Regions from separate parts of the Anas platyrhynchos genome. Here region 2 is linked to region 1. A link is a contact called in public Hi-C data. All regions are on one chromosome and are shown on one strand. The core of a region is the stretch at or near the end of the contact, and the rest is flanking DNA. Distances in the headings are between cores, read along the strand shown.

The links. A called contact is a pair of places that touch in the nucleus more often than the background predicts.
Region 2: a Hi-C map of skeletal muscle shows a contact between it and region 1, with 2.7 times the contacts expected there. The contact joins the promoter of CCDC51 here to the promoter of SLC6A8 in region 1. A contact is called at or near these places in 2 of 8 Hi-C or Micro-C datasets (skeletal muscle and subcutaneous adipose tissue).

What each region holds. Positions count from the first base shown.
Region 1 is chr13:9,548,642-9,554,281 of IASCAAS_PekinDuck_T2T, reverse strand. It overlaps SLC6A8 (solute carrier family 6 member 8), which reads left to right and starts at 4,066. Exons shown (of 14, transcript XM_038185787.2): 1 at 4,066-4,341; 2 at 4,703-4,903; 3 at 5,272-5,403. The coding sequence starts at 4,254. It overlaps USP19 (ubiquitin specific peptidase 19), which reads left to right. Exons shown (of 27, transcript XM_038185783.2): 27 at 3,007-3,261. The coding sequence ends at 3,147.
Region 2 is chr13:9,889,137-9,895,029 of IASCAAS_PekinDuck_T2T, reverse strand. It overlaps CCDC51 (coiled-coil domain containing 51), which reads left to right and starts at 2,418. Exons shown (of 5, transcript XM_038185879.2): 1 at 2,418-2,558; 2 at 3,515-3,772; 3 at 3,902-4,248; 4 at 4,574-4,738. The coding sequence starts at 3,931. It overlaps LOC106019097 (a long non-coding RNA gene), which reads right to left and starts at 2,546. Exons shown (of 4, transcript XR_003500227.3): 1 at 2,403-2,546; 2 at 2,273-2,328; 3 at 897-984.

The DNA.
Region 1 (5,640 bases), core at 2,817-5,316:
AGGGCCCACTGGATCCCCCCGGGGGCCATCGGGGTGCTGGCAGCGCCGGATCCTGCGCGGTGCTGGCGTGTGTTGGATCTGCTGGGGCTGAGTGGGTCCCCGACCCCCCGGGACCACCCGCACCCTTCCTGAGTGCCCTCGGAGATCTGCATCCTGATTGGCCGCCCGCGTGATCACCGGCACAGCGAAGGGCTGGGCTGCGATTGGCTGCCTGCAGGAATCCACTGGGAAGCTGGGCAGCGATTGGCTCTGGAGGGATCCCCAGATCTCCACCCGCCAAAGGAGAGCTGGGACTGGTTGTGCCGCCGCCACGCCTCCTACCCCAATCTACGCCCCCATCGGCCGCCACCTGAACAATCCCCTTGGGATCACCACAGCCGGCCTCCAATTGGCTGCTGCGCGCCCCCTCGCCTGCCTGGATCCACCAATAGCAGAGCTCCGACTCCACCGGGATCCAGCCGCCGGCTCCCTGCAGCCCTGCGAAGACGCCGCCCGGCAGCCCCCGGCCGCGCCGCGAGCACCGGCAGCCCCCAGGAGTTGCAGGGGCGGGCGCGACCGCGCTGCATGGGGAGGCGGGGGCTGGTGGGGCACGGGACTGGGCTCGCAGGCAGCCGCCTGCCCCGGGGGATGGCGAGGGGTGTTGCCCGTTGTGTTCTGCAAGTGCTGACGCAGGTTTCCACATCGCAGGCTTCTCTGATCTGGCAGGAACTGGAGGCTGAAGAACAAGAGCTGCAGCTCGAGGCTCCCCAAAGGCCTGCAAGAAACTCCTGGAGGCCCCGTGGCCAGAAGAGGAGTCCGGGCACCCCCCAGCACCCGGACGAAGGCTGCGTCAGATACTTCGTCCTGGCCACCACGGCCGCAATCGTGGCTCTCTTCCTCAACGTGTTCTACCCGCTCATTTACCAGACCCGCTGGAGATAGGCACGGGCACGGAGCCAGCTGCAGGAGCGGGGCCGCCGGGGCACGTGCTGTGCCAGGACGCCGCGCGACGAAGACGTCAGGCGGCAGGACAGAGCCCTCCGGGAAGGACTCGCCCGCTGAGGGCACCATCGGGCCTCGCCGAGGGAAGCGTGGGGCCGTCGGCTCCTGCCTGTCTGCTCTGGCATCTCCCGTGCCAGCTGGCACGGCCGCCTGGCTGGCCCGCAGCCGTGCCAAGGCACAGCCCGGAACCAGGATCCCCTCAGCCCTCCCTCGCCCTGGCTGCCTGCTCGGAGCAGGGCTGGCCCCACGGCTACGTGCCGCTCAGGAAGGGACAGTGCCGCTGCCCCGGGGAACGCCGCCTGTCTCCGCTCACTCCTGGGAACGAGCAGTGCCCTGCCCCGAGGCTGCTGCGAGGACAGGATGCCCTGACACGCTCCATGGTCCAGCTGCGCGTGCCGCTGCGCTGCTTCAGGAGCCTCGTGTTCTCCAGAGCTGGCACGAGATGTGTCCCCCGGGCCACAGTTGTCCCTTGTGCTGGGACAGGATGGGCTCGTCACCAAGGGCTTATGAACTTCCCTGCTCACCCGGAGAGCTCAGCAGCACCCAGGCAGCCCTGGGGGAGCCTGGCACACGGCGCTGGGACACCTGTGGCAAGCACGGACCTGCGGGGGCTGCACCTGCCTGCGTCTAGGGGGGGCTGGGTCTCTGCTGTGTGCCCTGGCATGGGGCTGGGGGCAGCACCTCGGTTCTGAGGGCTCTGTGCTGCGGGAGAGGCACGGGGCCGGGGCCGGCAGGTAGGACCCAGGCTGCAGGAGGGCGGTGTCTCAGGGCGGTGCTGGCAGCGTCGCTCTCCTGCGTGCTGGGGGGGTGTTAATAAAGGCAGGTTTTCCAAAGAGACGTGGCCCCCCTCTCCTGTCTGATGGCAGCCCGGCTCCAGGCACGGGCTCTGTACCGCACCCTACCAGGTGCCTGTGCCCTCCCTGTGCTCGTTTCCCTCTCCAGCCCCCGGTGCTGGCCCCGTGGCCCCAGCCCGTGCAGGTGCCCTGCCCTAGGCTCTGCTGGGTGCAGCAGGCTCCGGGCACAGCCCTACCTGCTCCTGCCGTGGGGCCCTGCCCGTGGGGCAGCAGCTGCAGCACGTGCAGGGCGCTGGGGGGCCGGCGGCGCGCTGTCCCGCGGGGCTGGGACAAGGGCTGCAGCGCCGGCGGTGTCTGACATTGAGACGTGTTGCCCTTGGCTGAGCGGTGCTCGGGCGTGTTTGGGTTTGAGAGGTGACTTCAGAGCCCTGTGACTTCCTTTTCCGTCTCCGCTGCTGTCCTGGCGGCAGTGCCCTTGGCTGTCTCAGGAAGGATGCTCAGCAGGAGCACGCTTCTCCGGGACTTCTGCCTGGGGCCCCTTCCTCACAGGGCAGGGGGGGGCTTGAGCCGGGCTGTGGGGGCCCCCCGGCTCCCCCTTCCTCAGCCCCACGCCCCTCCTGCAGCTCCCCACGCGCGGGTCCCAGCGCGGGGAGCGCTGCGCTCAGGAACTGCTTGTCCTGGAACAGTCGCCTCATTGTCTGCTGCCCCGCGGCCCGTGGCTTCCCCCGCGCGCCCACGGCGTTGGCCTCGTGGGGCTGAGTCAGCGCCCGGCGCTTCTGGGGTGACCTCTGCTCCTGCTGGGGCTGCAGCCCGGGGCTCGGGGCCCGCTGCCTGCACCTGCCTGCCTCCAGGTGGGGGTCCCGGCTCTGGACACCCCCCTGAAGCCCTGCACTGCGTGTGAGACCCAGGCAGGGGTCAGCACGCACCCCCTGGCTCGCTGCTGCTGGCCCCGTGCCGTGCTGGGACGCTGTTCCACCCAGCCCACGCCGCAGCAGCCCGGGGGCAGCGGTGCTGGACAGGGCGAGGCAGCAGCAGCGGGGCTGGGCTGAGCGTGCCGCAGCCTGGCTCTCCTCGCTCGGGCAGGTCTCCGGGGCTGCTCCGGGCTCGCTGCCTTCCCCCCTGCCCTGCTGCACCCAGGAGCCGCTCTGCAGGGCCTTGGCCGGGAGCGAGGTGGGAGGAGAGGGGCAGGCAGCGCCGCGCTCTCCAACTCACGGCCACCTTCTGCTTGCAGGGACTGACCCCGGTGCCGTTCGGATCCGGCCTGGCCCCCGAAGGAGCCCCGGCGCTGGCCGCGGAAGGCCTCCCCGAGCGCTTCGCCAGCCCCGCCGAGCGCCCGGCCCCCTCCTACAGCAGCATGGAAGAAGTCGACTAGGGCGTCGCGGGCACCCGCCCCGGGGGGTGCGGGCCGGGCCGGGCACCGGGGAGGAGGAGGGGGGGCGGGCGGGGGTCGGGGCTTGTCCTGCTCTCATTAAACTCGCTGAACTCCGCTCGCCTCCGCTGCCTGCTGCGTGGCCCCGGGGACTGTCACCGTGCTGCCCTATGGCCCCTGGGGTGCTGCGGCACCTGCTGCTCCCCCGTGCTCCTCACAGCCCAGGGTGTCTGGTGTGCCTCGTGTCCCCTGGTGCTCCCTGCTGTCACCTGACGTCCCTCCGAGCCTCGTGGCTCTCAGCACACCCTGCTGTGTCGGTGGACACGTGGTGTGCCTTGCTGCCCTTTGCTGTCAACTGGTGCTCTGTATGGCCCGGCGTGCCCTACGGCCCCAATGTGCCTGTAGTGCCCGGTGTGCCCGTAGTGCCCCGTGCCCTCTGCTGTTCCCTACGGCCCCAGTGAGCTCAGAGTGCTTGGTGGCCTCTGCTGTCCCCCATGGCCACGGGGCACCTGTAGTGCCCGGTGTCTCCCGGAGTTCCCCATGGTCCTGGAGTGCCTTTAGTGCCCGCTGTCCCTGGTATCCCCCACGCCCTCAGTGCGAACTTAGTGCCCGGTGTCCTGGAGTTCCCCGCGGTCCCGAAGTGCCTTCACTGCCCGCTGTCCCCCGGTATTCCCGGTGCCCTCAGTGCGCCCTCAGCGCGCCCTATGTCCCCAGTGCGCCCCCCCGCGCTCTTTGCGCCCTCGCCGCCGGGGACGCCCCATTGCCCCGTGCCCCGGGCGCGCCCCGGTGCCGGTGCCGGTGCGGCGAGACTGCAAGTCCCGGCAAGCCGCGGGCGGGCGGCGCGGCCAATGGCGCACGGGGGGCGGCGCGGCCCGGCTCTGCCTCCGCCGCCGCCCGGTGCCGCGGCGCAGAGAGCCCCGGAGCGGCCGCGCGGCGCCGGCCCCGCAGCCCGGCTCTGAGCCGCCCGCCCGGCCCGGCCCGCCCCGCCGCGCCCCGCCGCCCTCAATGAGGTTCTTCCGACTCACCTTCAAGTGCTTCGTGGATTGCTTCTGAGCGCCCCGGGCACGGAGCCGCCCCCGAGCCGCCCCCGGTCCCCGGCCCCCCGCGCCATGCCCCCCGTCCCCGCCGACACGGCCGCCCCGCAGCCGCCCGCCGCCCCGCGCCGCGACGCCGCCACCGCCGCCCCGCCGGGCTCCGGTAAGCGCGGGGCGGGGGTGGAAAGCGGGGAGGGGGTGGTGGTGGTTGGGGGGGGGGACGCGGTGCGGGGATAGGGGACGGGGACGCGCGGAGAGGGATGCGGGGAGGCGCGGGGGGGACCCCACGGCCACGCGCGACCGCGGCGCGCCCCCTCCCGCCGCCGCGGGGTGAGTCACCGCTCTGCATTGTGACGTCACGCGCCGGGCTGACATCTGACGTCACGGCCCGAGTGGGGGGCTCGGGGGGGAGGGGGGCAACGAGCGCCCTCCCCCCCCCCTCCAAGTCTCCGGTGCCTTTCCCCTCCGACCGACCCCATCCATGGGCGCCCGTGCCGCCGGCGTGGGTCCCCCTGTCCCCGCAGAGGGCGCGGAGCCCCCCGCGGCGGGCGAGGAGCGGGCGGTGACGGCGCCGCTGGTGGGGCCCCCCGGCCCCCCCAAAGCGGCCGCCCCCGAGCGGGAGACGTGGACGCGGCAGATGGACTTCATCATGTCCTGCGTGGGCTTCGCCGTGGGGCTGGGCAACGTCTGGCGCTTCCCCTACCTGTGCTACAAGAACGGCGGAGGTGAGCCCCGCCGGCACCCCGGCACGGGCTGGGGGGGTGCAAATCAAGGGGGGGGCGCACCCCGCACATTGCCTTGCTGCCCATAGGGATGCCCCCGGAGGGGTTATGGGGCTGCCTGTGTGCGTGCTGTGCTGTCCCATGGGGCTGCTGGGGGTCCCGCGCGGGTCGGGGGCTGCGGGGAGCCCCCCGGCACCTGCCTGCCCTGACCTACATCGGCAGCGCGGCGAGGGGGAGTGCGCGGAGGCCCGCTCGCCATTCGCTGCGCCCGGCGGGTGGCGCGGGGGGGACCGGGGAGGGGGGCAGCGGGCGGCTGAGCCTGCCCCGCGTGTGCCCCCCCCCACCCTCCTCCTCCTCCCCCCCGGTCCCAGGCGTCTTCCTCATCCCCTACCTGCTCATCGTCTTCGTGGGCGGCATCCCCGTCTTCTTCCTGGAGGTGGCCCTGGGACAGTTCATGAAGCAGGGGGGCATCGCCGCCTGGAACATCGCCCCCCTCTTCAAAGGTACCGCCGGGACCCCGCCGCCCTTTAAATCCCCCCCCCACACACACACACACACACCCCGGCCCTGCCCGGGGGCCCCCCGGCACCGTGCCCGTGCGCTGCCGCCAGCGGCTCCCTGCCCACGCCCTGCCTGCTGCCTGCACCTTGCCCGTGTCCCGTGGGCGCCCCGGCCAAGGGTGGCAGCTCCCCGCGGCGCCCTGCCCTGCCCCGCGGCTCCCCGGCTGCCGCCGCCGGCTT
Region 2 (5,893 bases), core at 1,169-3,668, 340 kb before region 1:
AGATAAAATGAATCCAAGGGATTTCGAATTTCCAAACAGCATCTGACAAGATTCCATGCAAGCATAGTTAGTGAAATTGAATTTGCTGTGGGATTGCTGGGAAGGTCCTTCTAACGCCTCTCAATATTTATTTTTTTCTTAAGAATGAGAAGCAAAGAGTAAAGTTTAACACTCTTTATAGAATGGAGAAGGGATTAGCCATGTTAATGGAACACAGGACAAAAGCACCTCCAAGGAATAGGCAGGATGCACTCTTCAACATCCCAAGTGCAATCACTACAAACGCTGGAGGAAAACAGGGTGAGTGGACAGCCTCACACCGACAGAACTCCAGTACCACTGTCTGAAACAACGACTGGGCTGGATGCACCATCAAAACACACTGCAAAACCTCTCCCATGGCACAGCATGCTGCACAGTCACTTAAGCAAAAGCACCAAATCCAGACTTATTTCCAGTCATAGAGTGTTGGTTTTTTGTTGTTGTTTTCCCCGCCAGGAATCTCCTGCTCTTGAAATTCATTCTTCAAGAAAACAATTACTGCACTTGTTAAACTTCCAGAACTGTGGCAAAGCTTACGTGTTTCTTAATGTTCCTGGAAAGAAAAGGGTGGTCTGCTAAAATAAGAGCCCAGATCTCTCTACACCATCCCACAAGAACAGCTTAGCGTGCCCGGTACACTTATACCTCCTAAAACAGAAACTGCATCGGTAATTTGGAGGTGAAATTTCACAGTAAAATAAATAAATAAAATTAGCATCTCTTTGTTATTTATCATCTGCAACTGCCATCATCCTACCAGTGCATGTTGAATAGCTGAAAGGTACAAGCAAAACCATTAGACTTTTGAAGGCAGCAAGCCCTTTTTTTTCCTATCAGTATGGCACCTCACTTACCGAGGGGCCCTTTTCCAGCAGCCTTTGCTTTCATCTCCTCAAGTTTCTTTTGCTCCTCCTTCTGCTTTTGTTTAAATGCCAGATCTGTCTAAAGAAAAGAACAACAGAGCGTGTTAGCATCTCCTCCCCTGAAACTTTTTTAAAACAACTGATAAGCAATGAGAAAGAAATGTTCTAACATGTACAGTCTTCATAGACAACAAGGCTGAAAGGGACTGTAGGATTTTTCCTTGAAACTCAGGATTTTGAGATTCCTCACCAGTCCAGTCCATGGCTCAGCTTCCTTAAAACTGGGACATTTTCCTCTTCTTCATGCTGAAACTCCCCTTGCTACAATGTGAGCTTTTTACTTCCCTTTTTCCCCCCAAGAGAACAAAATATTGTTTCGTATTCTGGGTTTTCCAGGATTTTTTTTTATGTTTTTACTAGTAAATCGCTCCCTACCATGCTATAAAAAGAAAAAAAGTGGATCAATGCAATGCCCACACGTGCCACTGCTGTGCTGAGAGGAAAGGAGATGTTATATCACATTTGCCACATGATATTTTCTTTATATGGCCTGTGTGATTTTTGTTTTGCAACACCTGGTTTTGAGGGTACACATTTAGTGTATGTTCTGTCTCAAACCCTTTCAAGGTGGACCTGAAGTTTAGCCGCTCCTTCTCCTTGGATTTTACAAGTCAATTGTTCTTTCCAAAGAAAGGGCCGTAGCATACATGCTTAGTTAAATAAATCCCTTTGCTTTCCTTCAAGCTTTCTCCAATTACTTTGATCACTAGTCTTGCCCTTTTGACAGTCTGTGGCCCCTCCAAATTTTGTTTTCTACGAAGACAAGAGCAGAACTGTCAGTAAGTTAGTCAGCTGGCCTACCACGGCAGGAATCAAAACATTAGCCTGATGTAAGACAAACTCTTGCTCAGCCCCTGACAATTTATCCTTGTAGTCAGACACTGAAGGGTCAGTAACAGGTTTTAGTGTGACAGAGCAGCCACCTGCCCGTTCACCTCCATCACTTCCCTAGGCCCTGTTCCTACCCACACTTTGTCAGTTATCAAGAGCCTGATACCTGCTGTCCTCCCCATACACAGAGCTCTGCCCTGCTGCAGAACATGATTTTGTTTGTCTGGCAGCTTTACTACAATACACAATATCAGCTTTTACACTGCTGTAACTTGGACACTTGAAAGCCCTTAATTGGCTCTGGCATTTCTCTGATGACAAAACTTATTTATAAAATCACCAATTCATCTTTCAGTGAGGCATCGCGTTTACCTTTTTCCAGTCACGGCTGCCACAACCCTCAGAAGCAGAAACAGGTAAGGGGAAGGGGATGGAGATGAAGGGGATGGTGAAGGGGATGCCCCCCGGCGCCCTACCTCATCCAGGTCCTTGGTCTGCTTCTTCGGCTGCTTCAGCGGCTTCTTCTTGCCGCCTGCAAAGACAGAGAGCTCCGTGAGGCGCGGCTCGGCCCGGCGCGGTGCCGGCGGCCCCGGGGCCCGGCCTTACCCTCCCGGCCCGACATGGCGCCCGCCCCGCTCCGCTCCGCGCCGCTCCGCGCCTCAGCCGCCCGCTTCCGCCCGGCCCCGCGCCTCAGCCGCTGCCGCCGCCGCCGTCACCGCCCGGAGCTCGGGGATTTCCGCTTCCGGGCCGGGCCCGGGGCAGGTAGGGCAGGGCCCGGGGATGCGGAGCTGAGGCGAAGGGGGGGGGGGGACACCGGGAGGGCCTCGGTGAGGTGAGGAGGGGGTGTGCGGGGGGTCCCTGTGGTTGTGGTGTACGGCGGCCCCGGGGTGCTCGGTGGGGGCTGTGTAACGGGGCGGCAGTGGGCGGGTGGGGGCAGACCCCAAATGTTCCCTCTGGGGCTGTCCCTTCCTTGGGGCACGGCTGTGGTGTCGTTGCCACCTGAAGGCACACAATCAGGACGGCTCTGGTCGGAGGGGATCCTAAGGAGCACCCGGTTCCAGCCCCCTGCCACACGCAGGGCCCCACCTGCTAGGTCAGGGTGCTCAGAGCCCCCCCCTGACCTGGCCTGCAGCACCTCAGGGATGGGGCAGCCTGTGCCAGGGCCTCGCCGCCCTCTGGGTGGAAAAGAAAATTCATATGTACAACTTCTTAAATTAACAAAAAGCTTGTACCAAGTATCAAGCTCTCTCATGCCATTCATTTGTTGTTTTTTAGTATTGTTTTGGTCAAAACCTCGTATAATCGTACCCAAACTCCATAAAAAGCCTTAGTTGAAAGTTTGCCCGTTTATAATTTTTAGAGGAATGTGCCAAGTAGAAAATTAAAATCTTTACGTATCAATGCAGACATTAAGCAGGAATAAGCAGTCTGCTTTTGCAGGGTAAGCAAGAATGTTAAAGCTATTTAAAATGTCTGCATTCGCTGCCTGGTGGTTGTATGGTCTTTTGGCTCTTCCTTGTATTTTAGTTTTGTAGGTAGTCAATTAAAAAACTTATGTACACATTAGTACTTCTGTGTTTTCTCTCTGCTTTCAACTCTTCAATGCTTCGTATATCTGTGGAGTATAAAATACAGGGAATGATTGAACCCCATTTCTTCACCTTTTTGAGTTTTTTATTTTTTTAACCCCTCTAATTTTTTTTTCTGTTCTTTTCCAGAGCTGTTAGCACAAGTGACACAGTACACCAAGCTCAAACGTGAAAACAGAACAAAATTTCCAATGGCAGTCACTTCTGTGCTGAAGCATTAAATTACTCTGAAGCTACTCCTGCTGATACTGGATCTGTAACATGTGATTGCTATTCATGCAACGAGCAAATCAGTAATCAAGAAGCATGGCAAAAGTACTTAATAACAGCAGAAAAGCAGGAATCTCTGGCAGGACTGTCCTTTGAAAACTGTGGAAAATGTCCTAGGTGAGTAACGACATGAAACTAGTGATGGTTTGGCCATTCTAGATTTTTATTAATGTTCTGATACATACATGTAGTTTTAAGAGGTGTTTACCAGCCTTATTTTAATAACTTTTTTCTTCATCCTTGTAGCACTTCTTTTCAGTGAGCAAATTCAAGACATGGGGCCAATGAAATATAAATCAAGTGTATCTTCGGTGTCCTGTGGCCTGCAATATCACCATTTTATGATAAAGTGCTGTCAAAAAATGAATTTACACGTGGTGCGAACTTACTGTTCCTCGGGACCTAAGCAGCCTGAAGCCAAGTCAGCAATAGAAACGGCCAGGAGTCTTCTCAGTCGGCTGACAGAAACTGGGACTGTTATGGGGAAAAGCTCCCTTCAAAAAATATCTGCAACGGGCAAGAGTTGGTGGGACAAATATGAAGAGTTTGTTGGCATTAATGAAGTTCGAGAGGCTCAGGGAAAAGTGACGGAGGTAAACGTGGACAAAACATTAAAAATGAATAGATTTTAAAATTAGAAGTTTAAAATTATGAGCTAAGCAATATGAAGCATGACCACTGTGAGTCAAAAAAGAGCCTCCAAAGAGAACTATGACTTTTTCTACTTTAACTAGCTGTGAGGACACTATGATTGTGTTCTAGTATAGTCGTCTTAGTAAATGTAGCATATCCCCTAGATTGTAATGGAGTGCTTTTGTTTGTTTGTTTTTGTTGTTTTTTCCTCTCCGAAATTCCTATAACTATCAATTTAGATGTGCCTGGTAATAAGTCTCTAAAATAAATAATCTCTCTTCACAGGCTGAAAATGTCTTTATGATAGCTCGAGGAATAGTACGAGAGGCTCGTGAAAATGTAGAAGCCCAACAGATTAAACTGAAGGAGATTCGGGACCGCTTAGACAGGGTCTCTCGGGATGACACCCAGTACTTAGAACTGGCTACTCTGGAACACAGGTTGCTGCAGGTAACTTGTTGGTATTTGAGTGATGGCAAATACAATGAAAATTTGTGTGCGTTGCTTTTATTGGTAGAGAATGGTGTTGTAGATGCATCTTACTGTTGAAGAACAGTGGTCTAAGCTAGTCTTTATTATACTTGTTTTAATTAAAGTAATTATCGTAGATGATTTGATATGCAATGGAAATCATATGCTGGTGTTAAAACAAGGTAGTAAATTTGGAGACAAAAGCTGAAAGAATGAACCTAGCAAACTAATTGTTTGAGTGGTGACAGGTGTGTGCCAACAAAAAGCTGAGATTCAAGGAATTAACCTTCCATGTGATGAGGAAAGTTCACTTCTGGCTGTTAACCCATCAAAACTCTCTCATCTGTCTTCCATCTGAGCAAGAAGATGAGGTCAACCACAGCACAGGCAGGGGCGGTATCCTGTACCCACAGGGTGCAGTCCTGCAGCACCTCACCTGGATGAACCACGGCGATAGGAACATGTTCTTCAACAGTCCATCAGTCACAGATAAAGGCAGGGTAGCAGCCAAAGTCAGCCCAGAAATCTAAATGAAACTGCAAGGACAGCAGGAAAAAGGCACGCCTATGGCAAAGCTCAGGCAAGGAGTGGGTACACGAACCTGAGCTTAAATGGAGCTCCTGGATCAATGCACAGAGCACCAGAAAAGAACTAAAGAGAGCTGTCCAAGTAATGCATCAGGTCTGTGCAGATGAAATCTCAAGAATAGAGCTCTGCATGACTACGAAGGAAGGTAGAGCTAAAATTACCACTGTCTGTAAGGTGGTATCTCTGTCTTACAAGAGGAATGTGTGCTTAGAAGAATGGGATAATTTGGGGAATGCACTTAGCTGACAGACAGATTCGCTACTATAAAAAACTGCAGAATTTTACTTCAGGAAAATAACCATAATACTTTTCAGTGTTTTGCTGAAATATAGTGCCTTACAAAAGGAATTGCCATGCTGAAGCTGGCAAAGGCAGAAAAGGAAGATGCACACGTGAGCAGAGAAAGAAAGAGAAGGCAGAAGAATGAGAAGTATGTATGTTCATGAAATTAACCTATCCAGGACACCTTTTTTAGTCCTATTTTCAGTTCCCGTTTTAGGTGTCTTAGAATTGAAAGAGAGAAGCGTGGTAAAGGTAGTGTTTGGC